Linked DNA regions of Sus scrofa: region 2 is linked to region 1. A link is a contact called in public HiChIP or PLAC-seq data. All regions are on one chromosome and are shown on one strand. The core of a region is the stretch at or near the end of the contact, and the rest is flanking DNA. Distances in the headings are between cores, read along the strand shown. Region 1 overlaps CTIF (CBP80/20-dependent translation initiation factor). Region 2 overlaps DYM (dymeclin).

Evidence for each region. HiChIP or PLAC-seq counts read pairs in DNA pulled down with a chosen protein or histone mark.
Region 2: an H3K27ac HiChIP or PLAC-seq map of alveolar macrophages shows a contact between it and region 1. The contact joins two enhancer-like sites. A contact is called at or near these places in 1 of 47 Hi-C or Micro-C datasets (embryonic fibroblasts) and 1 of 2 datasets of contacts at active chromatin or transcription factors (alveolar macrophages).

Annotation. Positions count from the first base shown.
Region 1 is chr1:98,336,103-98,342,367 of Sscrofa11.1, reverse strand. All of the region lies in intron 7 of CTIF (CBP80/20-dependent translation initiation factor), which reads right to left. Among named protein-coding and RNA genes, the nearest start is that of TRNAD-GUC, 110 kb to the right of the region's middle. Within about 2 kb of position 2,972, at least 2 of the 83 cell types and tissues checked have an H3K27ac peak or open chromatin away from gene starts, as enhancers often do. A contact at or near this core is called in alveolar macrophages, where this site is marked.
Region 2 is chr1:98,851,042-98,857,306 of Sscrofa11.1, reverse strand. All of the region lies in intron 13 of DYM (dymeclin), which reads left to right. Among named protein-coding and RNA genes, the nearest start is that of DYM, 170 kb to the left of the region's middle. Within about 2 kb of position 2,351, at least 4 of the 83 cell types and tissues checked have an H3K27ac peak or open chromatin away from gene starts, as enhancers often do. A contact at or near this core is called in alveolar macrophages, where this site is marked.

The DNA of each region.
Region 1 (6,265 bases), core at 1,723-4,222:
CCTTCTCTGCACTCCTGCCTGGATCACAGGTCCCATCTGAAATTACCATATGATCAAGCCCAGGAGAGCCTTTGGGGAACAAAGGCACATTATAAATACAAGGTATTATTTTTGTTCCAGGGTGAATCAGGCATTCCAAGAATCCTTGGCCTCATACGTTCTGAGGCAGTGTGATGTCATGGGAAGAGCACGCGGCTGCCCTAGCAGACCGTTTCCAGGGAAAGGCCCTCACCCTTCCGCCTGGCCCAGCCAAGCCCTGCAGTCTCCAAGTCTGGCCCGTGGACCCTCAGTACAGCCTGCTGGTGGGTCCAGGTATCCCCCGAGCTATGTGCCCACCCTAGCATATATCCACCGAGCTATGGGTACGCACTCGATTTTCCAGCTAAACTGAAATTGTGGCTAAATTGACCAAGTCATGTCAATCAACACCAGGAAGCAAAAACTGGCCATGCCACCTTCTGGAGGCTTGACAGTCTGCGTGTTCCCACCCACTTTTCCTAAAGAACCAAGGCAACTGGGCTATGGGTATGAACTTGCTCCCCCCTGTGGTTTTCTTCCATAGCCCCTCACTGCCTAGAATACAGAAATTCCCAGGATATTTACCAAGAGGAAACATACTGTTGTAGTTCAAAGTGTGGACTTTGGAGTCAGACCCCTAGAGTCCAAATCCATGCTCTGAACTTTCAGCTGTGCAATTCTGGGCAAGTTCCTTAACCTCTCTGGGCTTTAGCTTTTTCATCGTTTTCTTTTTATGGCTGCACCTGTGGCAAATGGAACTTCCTGGGCTAGAGGTCAAATTGGAGCTGCAGCTGTCGGTGTGTGCCATAGCCACAACAATGCTGTTTCTACACCACAGTTTGCGGCAATGCCAGATACTCAACCCACTGAGCGAGGCCAGGGATCGAACCTGCATCCTCACGAACAAACACTACGATGGGTTCTTAACCCACTGAGCCACCATGGGAATGCCCTCAAGAGTTTTAAAGGAGCTGATATATGCATTCTATTAGTATTGCTTCTAACAATATCATTTTGTGGGCTTTCCAAGCAATATGGCATGAATCTATCAGATATTCTGAGCGAGTGATAAGCATTAAAGCACCCATAATACAGAAGAGAGAACTGAGGCTGTGGGTTAGAAATCAAGGAAGAAACCCCAGATGTCCAGCTTCTGCTCTAAATCTGGCCTCTAAGGGCTGTGTTTAGGACATAATTTCCCACTGTAAAAGTCTTCAACACCAAACACTCACCACCATCATCCCAAGGGAAACACCGCCTAAGGGGTTCCCACAGGCTTAGGGGCTACCTCCGATGAGCTCCTTTATTCGGAGCCTAGAGTCTGGCCATTCTTGTCCTCCACAGCTGGCCAATGGGCCTCAGCTGGCCCACATTATCTCCCTCCATGGGCTGACTGACCTCCGAGGCCCATTCGAACTAAGCCTTTACACCATCTATCTATGGTAAAGCAGGTAGGACAAAGAGGAGGAGAAATGGAGGGAAAGTCCCCTAAGAGTTGTCTAAACCCCAGGTGTCACCAACTGCTGGGTCTTTCTGAATGATGGGGGAAGGAAGGCCAGAGACACAGTCTGAGCTCAACTAATGGAGGAACTTCCTCAGGAGCGCTTCCTCTTTACAACGGAAGGGGCTGCATGGAAATGTGGTGAGCTCGCCATCACTGGAGGTAAGTTAGCTATGGAGACCTCCTATCCCTAACCTGCCCGTTTTGCAATCAGCGCCTCCTCCACAAAGCCCTACTGGGTCTAGCAGCACCCGCCCCCCAGGAGTGCCACCTGAAGATGCAGCATGATTTGGTGACAGATTGGAAATCGGACACACCTGGGTTCACATTCTGGTTTTGTCCCAGTCTGCTGCCTAATCTTTCTACCCCTCAGGGGTTTTATTCATCAAATGAACCTACAAATGGAAACCAGGTGAGTGGGGAGCTAAGAGGGATGATGACCACAGGGCTGGGTGATAAATCTTGCCCCCTCACCCCTCTGCCCTGGGTATCCAGGTAAAGGAATGACGGCTCCATTATGGAAAGTGGAGGAGCCCAGGGCAGTCTCTGGGGGAGACGGGGGACACTGCTGGCTGCCGGCTACCGGCCCGCCTTACTCCATCAGCCATCACAACCCAGCCACCCTCCAGGGACTGCCTCCTCCCTCACAACTTCATTACTGACAGGTTTGCTCTGTCCCTAAAGGGTCGTTTTTTCCATCCTGGGAAGGAGAGGAAATGTAAAATGGAGTTAGCTGGACTAGGGCCTCCCTCGGGCCACATTTTTCAGCCAGGGCTGGTGGAACTGACAAGTCCAATATGCAGCTTCATACACATCACGGACCCCAACCCTGGCCCTGCAGTCTCGGGACATGGACACACAGCAGATGGGTTCTCTGGCTAGAATCTTCCCAAGAGCAAGGAGACTGTAGTGCAGTCTTTAATACAAAGGCGCTGGTAGCCTTTGTATTAAACACTCACCAGCCAGGATTCAGTGTATAAACATATTCAGGGACATTCAGACAGGTGATGATAAGTTACTCTTCCTAGCTCCTAAATGCAGAGTCCTGAAGCTTGGAGTAGTTAAGTTTAAAAATCAGGAGTTCCTGCTGTGGCCTAACAGGATGGGCAGCGTCTCTGAAGTGCTGGGATGCAGGTTTGATCCCTGCCTGGCCCAGCACAGTGGGTTAAGGATCTGGCGTTGCCACCACTGCAGTGTAGGTCACAACAATGGCTCGGATCTGATCCCTAGCCTGGGAACTCCACAGGCCTTGGGGCAGCCAAAAAAAAAAAAAAAAAAAAAAAAAAAAGAAAAATAACTAGTAAACTTAGAAGGAATGGTGGAATTAGAAAATCATTTGGCAACTGCCCTGATAATAATTGTTTTAAGCAAGAATCGTCAGTGGAGGCTAATGGGTGAAAGTTTGAGGAAGAACAGAATATTGGCATAGTCTCAAAGGCTCTCCCCACAAACTATTTCTTAATTGCAAAGGGAAAAGTTGTAATTTTACAGTGGAGAAACTTGGCAGACGTGGCCCTAACCAAGTAATCAAAGTCAACATTACCCATCCTGGGATGAAGGAACAGTATGCATGTTCTGATACGGTCACTAAGAAGGCAACCACATGATCCAGCAATCGCAATCCTGGGCATATATCTGGACAAAACCTTCCTTGAAAAAGATACATGTACCCGTATGTTCACTACAGCACTACTCACAAGAGCCAAGACATGGAAACAACCTAAATGTCCATTGACAGATGAATGGATTAAGAAGATGTGGTATATATACACAATGGAATACTGCTCAGCCATAAAAAGAACAAAATAATGCCATTTGCAGCAACATGGATGGAACTAGAGACTCTCGTACTAAGAGAAGTAAGTCAGAAAGACAATTACCATATGATATCACTTATATCTGGAATCTAATACACCACACAAATGAACCTTTCCACAGAAAAGAAACAAACTCATGGACATAGAGAAGAGACTTGTGGTTGCTGGGGGGAGGGGAAGGGAGTGGGATGGACTAGGAGTTTGGGGTTAGTAGATGCAAACTACTGCTTTTGGAGTGGATCAGCAATGAGATCCTGCTGGATAGCACAGAGAACTATATCTAATCACTTGTGATGGAACATGATGGAGGATAATGTGAGAAAAAGAATACACACACACACACACGTATAACTGGGTCACTTTGCTATACAACAGAAGTTGACCAAACACTGTAAATCAACTATAATCAAAATTTTTTAAATGAATAAAATAAAACCATCTTAGGGAAAAAAACCCATAAAAACACAACATGCCCCCAGGCCACAGAACTTGAGTCTATATATTGTGAGAAAATATCAGAGAAACCCAAATGAGGGACTGTCTACAAAAACAAGTCATTCTTATAAAAAGTCAGTGTCATAAAATATAAAGACTTGGGACTGTCCCCAGATTAAAAGGAACTAAAGGGATGTGACAACGGAATGTAAGCCATGCTCTAGGATCACTGAAGAGAGATGGGTAGGGACTGTGGGGCGTTGAGAACGGTACTGTATCAGTGTTAGTTTCTTGACTTTGATCCTTGTACCCTGGCAATGCAAGAGAAATATCTTTATAAAGAAACACAGTGTGAAGAATTTAGCAGTAAAAAGGCACCCTTTTGGCAACTCACTCTCACTCAGATCAGAAAAAAAATGTATGTGAGAGAGAGAGAGAAAGATAAAGCAAATGTGGTAAAATGTTAATAGCTGAGGAATCAGGGGGAAGAATATAGGGAGAGTCTTTGTCCTATTTCCGGCAGCTTTTCTGGGAGTCTAAGATTTTGTTGAAATCAAAAAGGTTTTATTAGAAAAATGAGTAGGTTCTGGTTAGAAGGGAAGAAGTAGAGAGGGCATTCTAGAAAAAACCCAGACTCAACAAAGTCTTGGTGGCAATTTTTCTTAAGCCACTTCCTTATGTCTCAAGCAAATCAAATAAAGTATGATAAAACTGACCATAGAGGGTCCTGCTTCACTTAGCAGCATGTAAAACTGCAGACTCCTGATCGTAGTTAGGGTCACCCCTCCCAGGGTGAACCCAGAGATCACTACCCATTTGTGTCCTTGAGACATACAGAAAGTTCCTCAATGGAACTCAAGCACCTGGGCACCATCTGAGGGGTAGTAGCCAAAATCCTACATCCCCAGGGACAAAGGCCTGGGTGGACCCCATGCACCATCACAAGCAAGTCCATTTGCCCTTGTGCACAACATATGGAACTTTTCAAAGCAAGACTCTGTTCCCTGGAGACCTAGCTCCTCAGTGAGTGGAAAAGAACATTAGTGGACTGGCTGCAGGCTTGATCCACTTTTTTAGATCAGAGAACCCCATTCACAGTAATATATCATCTTGCAACCACCCTTAGGAATAAACAACAACAACAAACAAAAAAACTTTGTTCTTTTCAATGGTATACGATAAAGAAGTTATTATTATTATTGCCATTTGGGGGGGTACTTTTTTAGGGCTGCACTCACAGCATGTGGAAGTTCTCAGGCTAGGGGTCGAATTGGAGCTGTAGCTGTCGGCCACAGCCATGGTCACGCCAGATCTGAGCCGCATCTGTGACCTACACCCCAGCTCATGGCAATGCTGGATCCTTAATCCACTGAGAGAAGCCAGGGATCGAACCCACAACCCCATGGATACTAGTAGGATTCTTAACTTGCAGAGCCACAACAGGAACTCCCAGAAATTATTTTATGTAAAACATAGCCTTTAGATCAATATGTTGTTGAGATTGAATAATAAGGTTCATGTTTAATTGATCTTTAATAATACCTATAAATAAAGGCAAAATTTAACCTCTCCTCACTTATCAAGTGATGCCCTTCTCCTTCATTTATTGTAAATGACTTATGAAAGCAAAAGCATAATTTTCTACAAAGAAATTTCCAAATGACATATTACCATTTCATTGTGGCTTTGGCACCACATACCCGCTCTCAGGGAAGCTAAAGTTTGACTATATAAGGCAGAAAAAGAAACAAAAGCAAAAATTGATTTTGCGGCCCACTGTTTGGAATTCTTACATTGTATGTTTAATAAAAATCAACTGGTTTGTTTTTGTAATTTTCTTGCTTTGTTTCTAAATGACGAGATGTGAGAATTTTCAGGAAGCGCTTGCAATCACTTCTGCCCAAATAGCAGGGCGTGAGCGGGGCGGGTCCTGCCTCCCCTGAACTGAGCTGGACACAGGCCAGGCTCGGGGGTCTCTCACCAGGATTCTGATCAGATGCAGGGGGCTCCTGGACCCAGGCAGGGCCCCCGAGGGAAACATGCAGAGTTATTACCACTGGTATGTTGCCCAGGAACCAGCCTTTTAATATCAGTGTTCTCTAATGCTTTCTGCCTTTAACCAACTGTCCATTATGGGTAAAAACTAAATATTTGACTAAGAATAAAAATCAATTCAAACTGAGTAATGGTCAAAACCACCAAAGTGGCTCTCAGGGCTGCTGAGTGATGAACTGGCCAGCAGGCCCCTCTCATCTTGAGCCGTGGTTCAGTCCACACCCATGGGCAGGGTCTTGCACTGCGAGCTTCCAAAGGTGAAAAGAGGCCCCTGGCACAGGGACAAGAGCCAGATTCCCAACCCAACCAGGCCTGGGTTCAAGTTGGGGCCTTGTCGCCTCCTTGCTGTGTGCCTTGGTCTGGTCTGTGCCTCAGTTTTTGCAAAAAATGGGGGAACAGTAATAAAAGAGATACTGCCTAAGGTTCTGAGGGTTAAAAG
Region 2 (6,265 bases), core at 1,102-3,601, 520 kb before region 1:
AAAGCATTACTTTAACGTAAATGTCTCGCGTTGTCAGTTTCCACAGATAGTATTGGTCACATGGAGGGGCGGGCTGTTCTAAAAGGTTCCAAGTACTGCTGGCACTTCCATTCCAAGTGCCGTGTTTGAGTCGCCAGTGTGGAGGAGAGCATCCACATCATCCTGGAGTGAGCGTCTTCGACAAGCAGTGTTGACCCAGCTCCAGATCTGCTGAATCAGACGCTTCCATTTTAACAGGATCCCCAGATGATTTGTACATACATCTAAGTTTGGAAAGTACTTTGATTTGGGGGCTGGAAATCAAGATTTATTCCCTTAGAAAACGCTTGTCTTGAATTGGAAGTGGGGGGCCAGCTTTTTTGTATCTTGTGGAAACTCATTTTCTACTAAATGTTTGTGTTTGGAGTAAAAAATTGTAAAGTATAATAAGGAATGCATAGCAAAAAGCTGTTTAGATACACAGAAGACTTGTTATAGCAGTACAGCTTAAGATGCACCAGATGCTCTAGTGACTCTTTCAAGAGAGAAGTAATTCATTTTCATATACACGTTTTCTAACTCCTTCATAAGGAAGAGACTACACAATTTTGTTTCTGTCATTTGCTTGCAGAACTTAGAGGAGCCAGTATTTCATGCAATCTTCAACACAATGCAAAACAGAGTAACATGTTTCATTGCTGTGAAAGTAGAATGTGAATAAAGCTTTAAAAAGTCTTTTTAGCTGGACATAAATGTATAGGATGATCTCATATGATGTCTAGGCTGTTGTTTCATGTTTATGACACTGTGTCTTCCATAGACTCTTGATATTCTAGAAAGATCACAAACCTACCTGATTTGGGTTTTGCTTAGCTATGACATTTTTGGAATATACTCTAAGCATGGATACTTGATATCATTGTTTGAGGTTGTAGGGTTATCAATTCAGTTGAAATATTTATATAGAGTAGGTGATGTGCAAGGGATTTGCTGTGGGTTCCAAAGATAGCATCACCTATTTCCTGCCCTTGAGGCTTCCCCGTTGCCTCTTTCATCCCCACCCTTCACTGGCTCCTTCTTCTGGCTCCTCCTTCACCTTTGGCTTAAATTAACAGATAGCTACTTAGACTTTTCTCCACTATTTCATTCTAGATTATTTTCTTCTCTCTCTTTTCTCATGTCCTTTGGGCATTTACCTCGATGCCTGTGGCCTCAACTACTATGTACTTTTATACTGAAAACCATCCAAATCTACATTTATAACCCCAGTCTTTCTCTTTTTTTCCTGAGGCGGGTAGTACAGCGTAGTGGTTAAGAGCACATAGTCTGAGTTTGGGATCCCAGCTTCAAAACTGACTAGCTATGGAATCTGGGAGAAATAACTTATGTATGCAGCCATTTCCCTGTCTTAAGATGGGGTGATGACAGTAGTTGGGATCTCGATGAATGGAGTAAAGACTAAGGGAGCTAATGTTTGTACAAGATTTGGCATGTAACTTGCACAATATAAGTGTTGGCCTCCTGATCACTAACTCTGCTAATCTCACCACCTGGACATCTCACACTGACCTCCAGCTTTTATTATGTTAAAACAAAACTCATTTTAAAACTTGCTCTTCCTGGGAGTTCCCTGGTAGCTCGCTGGGTTAAGGACCCAGCATTTTTACTATAGCAGCTCAGGTTACTGCTGTGGTATGAGTTCACTCCCTGGCACAGGAACTTCCACATGTGGGTGCAGCCAACAAAACAAAACAAAAACCAGGAAAGAAACAAACAAACTTGGTCTTCCTGTTAAATTCCCTATCCTAGGTAATGGCCCTCACTACAGCCAGCTAAATTGCCATGTCATAAACCTACAAGTAATTCTGTCCCACTGTCCCTTCCCCTCAAATGCTTTATTTAAATGGGCCCCAGAGTTCTAACTCTGTTGTAACCTGCATTCATACCCTGTTTTTCTGTCTCCACTACTGTTGCCTTTGGTCACATGTTCACCTTCTTTTCATCTAAAACTAAGTCTTTAGTCGGCCTAGTTCTTTTGCCTCCTTGCCTGCCTCCCTCTCTACAGTCTACCTCTGCATTGCTCCATTCATTTGAAAAGCAAATCTGATCATGTCTGTATTCCTTCCTGTGCTTAAAATCATTAAATGGCTTCCTATTGCCAGCAGCAATCTCCTTAAAGCAGTGGCTCTCAAACAGGGGTGGTTTTGCCCCCACGGGACATCTGGCAATGTCAGGAGTCAAGGTGGTGGTGGTTGTTGTTTTTGCCTTTTTTGTTTTTTTTTTTTTGGTTGGCACAACTGGGAAGGAGTTGCTACTGACATCTAGTGGGTAGAGGCCAGGGATATTGCTAAATATCCTGTAATCCACAGGACTACAAAGAATTAGTCCAGAATGTCAGTAGAGCAGAGGCTGAGGAACCTTGTCGTAGAGTGACATGATTGGGCCCTGCTCTTTGCTCTTAATCTTCTGTTCCCACTTGACACTTAGCTTCTTTCCTTACTGAATCATTACAGCCCACTTCTTTTTTTATAGCTGCACTCCTGTGTCTGGATAAATGTGGTCTGGAACTAGAAAGAAGTTGAAGCACTTCCCTGGTATCCCCTCTTCTTTCTGTAGGTTCTATTCCACTGGCTTCCTACTCCTCTATCCTGCCTTATCTTGAACCTACAGTGGCCAAGCCCCCCAGCCTCACCCACCCACTGTAGCTCCCAGGCCTTCTTTCTTTAGACCCAACTACTGCCAGCACAGTTGTTTCATATTTCCCTATTGAGATTAGAAAGAAAAAGAACCCAGTCATCTCTTTGTAGCAGTCCAGGAGTTACACAGTCAGCTTCTGGCCCAGGGGCTAGTTTTGGTGTAGGAGTCGGGGGGCCAGGAGAGGGGAAAGTCCAGGAAAGGAGAAAGACTCATGTTAGAAAATATGGCTTCTGGAGTTCCCATTGTGGCTCAGTGGAAATGAACCTGACTAGTATCCATGAAGGTGCAGGTTCGATGTCGCAGATGCAGCTCAGATCCCATGCGGCTGTGGCTGTGGCGTAGGCCAGCAACAATAGCTTTGATTCGACCCCTAGCCTGGGTACCTCCATATGTCTTGGGTGTGGCTCAAAAAAGACAAAAAAAATCGAAAAAACAAAAAAGGAGTTCCCGTCGTGGTGCAGCAGAAATGAATCTGACTAGGAACCATGAGGTTGTGGGTTCGATCCCTGGCCTTGCTCAGTGGGTTAAGGATCTGGCATTGTGGTGAGCTGTGGTGTAGGTCACAGATGTGGCTTGGATCCTGTGTTGCTGTGGCTGTGGTGTAGGCCAGCAGCTGCAGCTCTGATTCGACCCCTAGCCTGGGAACTTCATATGCCACAGGTACAGCCCTAAAAAGCTGGGGAAAAAAAAATATATATATGGCCTCCCTCAGAGGTAGGTGACAGAGAGAGAGAACTTCAGAGTCTTGACCTGGCCAGTGGGTACTTCTGACACACTGACTGGCCTGACCTGAAGTTACGAGTCTTGCTGCTTTTAAGCAGAGTAGTAGTTACTGGGGAGAAAAGATTTGTGTTATATTTATTTGCATTACTTCATGAGAGTAGCTGTCAGCAGGCACACAGTAGAATTTTAATAAATACCTAGTGACTGATTCTTAGAAGATGGCGTATCATTTGGAACTTAAGCTTAGTTCTGGCACCCACCTTTCTGAGACTTCACCTTAGATGATTCATCTCATTTTGCAAATATCTGCTGCTTCTCAAAACTAGTGAAGTTGATGACAGTGCATGCTATTATTGAAAGCTTTATGGTCTTTTAAGCCTCCTGAGAATAATATAACATCACACATAGATTAGATTTTAATTAACATTGTTTAATTAGAGTAGCATAGTTCTATTGTTTTTTTTATAAGATCTAGTCATGTAATTTAAGAATTTTAATATTCTTCAATGCATGATTTATGCTTAGCCCTTTTTCACTGTTAATAGCCACTAGTAGTGAACATATATACTCTTCAGATTTTAAACAAGTTCACTGCTGTCTGTCTTTTCTTTGTCTAGCCTCAAGCTGGCAGTTTATGTAAGGTGTACTCTGCACAAGAAAGGGTGCACCTTGTAGTCACCCAGCTTTTTTCTGAAGACTACAAAAACACAAGTTGGCATATTTAACTCTGGGGGGTTAGTTCCTCTATTTTGGACAAATATAGATCTTTAAGAATAGCCTATGGAATCAAAGGAAGTGGAATAATTTGCTTTTTGTAATACCTTCTAGTATTAGCTTACCACATCAAGCTTCTTCACTTTTGTTCCCACAAAAGTCTTTGGTAGTGAATTTTTCTCTAAACCAAATGATGCATTGAACTGCAAACATACAAGAGAATGTTACAACGCACAATAGCGTATTATTGGGATTCATTTATATTGTACAACACAAAATATTCAAAAAATATAGTAACATCTGGTTTTTGCTCTTGGTTTTGATATTTCAGGAATACTGTCTTATTTTAAAAATAAGGTCCATTTAATGATAAGTTCATACCTGTCAACTTCAGTGTCACTTGTTTCTCTTTTGTTAGGTTTAAGACTAGTAAAAGTCTGGAGGCTTCTATGATTTAGGGTGTTGGCATTACACAGCGGAGAAGTGGCTATCCCAGGTTTGTCCGATTAAAAGCCTATGCTCATTCTACTGTACTCTCATGGAAAGACTGCAGAACATTATTAACGAGAGTAACTCACCTGCCATGTGACCATCAATCCAAACTCTAGGCAGGGAGGGGGCTTCTGAAACAGATGGTTCTCAGGTAGCTGAGCCCTTGTTGATTATTCTGTTTGCTGCCCCCACACCTCATTCCAGCCTCCTTCCAGGATAGCTAAGTAACTAAAGTTAGAGTAGCAAAGACTGGAGGGTCTTCTTCCTTCTCTTCCCTTCTTTTCCCACTTCACTCTCTCTCTCACTTTCTTTCACTGACTAGTTGAGAAAGGTATGGATCGGTCAGGTATTACGTAATATATGGATTATTTTCCTGGAAAATAAACATGGAAAAGAAGACAAAGACTGTATTACTTTTAGCCTGAAAATCTTAATATTTTCTGTATATCTAATCCTTCATATTTCATTGTATTTTTAATTCAATAAGACTTATGGGGATTTTGCTATATGTCTGCCACTGCCAAAGTCCTCTTTAGTTTCATATTTGTTTACATTTTAATTTCAGATTAATGCCATTCCTTGAATCTAGAAATTAAATGTTATAGTCATATTGGTTTTATTTTTTAAAATTTAATTCAGTTTCAGCCTTATATCATTATCTGATTTCATTGTAGTTAGGAAGTTGTTTCTTGAGGGAAGGAATTTTCTGATATTAAGAGTTACAACAAATAGTTCAGTTTTGTTTCTAAAATCTTGGTAAGTTGTTCAACATTGTTTTCCATCTCTAAAATGATATAGGAGACCAATTTCGTTGTAGTGTTGTCGGAGTTAACAATGGATTATGCAGTCTTTCACGGCTCTATTTTGTTATAACATTTTGGAAATAATTTTAATTTAAAAATAAATCTAGAGAACACCTCTACAAAAAGTTTCTTGCTTTCTGTTAATATCCCTCCATTCTGATTCCTTGCCTGAAGGATCATCAAATTGCCTGTATTTCACAAGTATTTCCCTCAATGAAAACCTCATTGAATATAGATGGGTTTTAATGATAATGTTTTATTTTGGATTGGTAGGAGGTCTAAGCGATGGTTTTTGCAGTATAAGCATTTCTTTTAAACTTATGTGATTTATTTTTTAAAAGACAGAATTAACTTGTTCTTGCCCAGTGCCTGGGCAATAAAGAAACTCCAGTTTTTCCACTGCTTTGGTCTTTGTTGATCCTTGTTTGCTCTTGGCATAGCAGTAGCCAGGAAAGGAAAAAGGAATATTTTGCCTTAAAAATCTTGCTTTCTGTACTTCCTACAGCTAGTGGCGCTTTGAACATAACTACATTTTTTTTCAGGAAAGCCTGACATAGTTTTCTTTTTCAGTTTAGTCCTTTCTTTGGACACTATGTTGAGAAAACATTTAGACAGCTCCCAGTTGAAAATTTGTAAGTTTCCAATAGAAAATTTATATTTAGAGATTGCTGTTATTATACAGTAAAGGGTTTTGTTAGACTTGATGGGACATGTGAAAACTTTGTAGTTTAATTTCCATTTAGACTGTTGACACATTCGATATGTCAATTTTTAATTGACATTTATCTGAATTTTGATTTCTTATAAGTAAAGACCTTTCTGGACAGAATTGCCATGTGGGAAATTAAACATTAAAA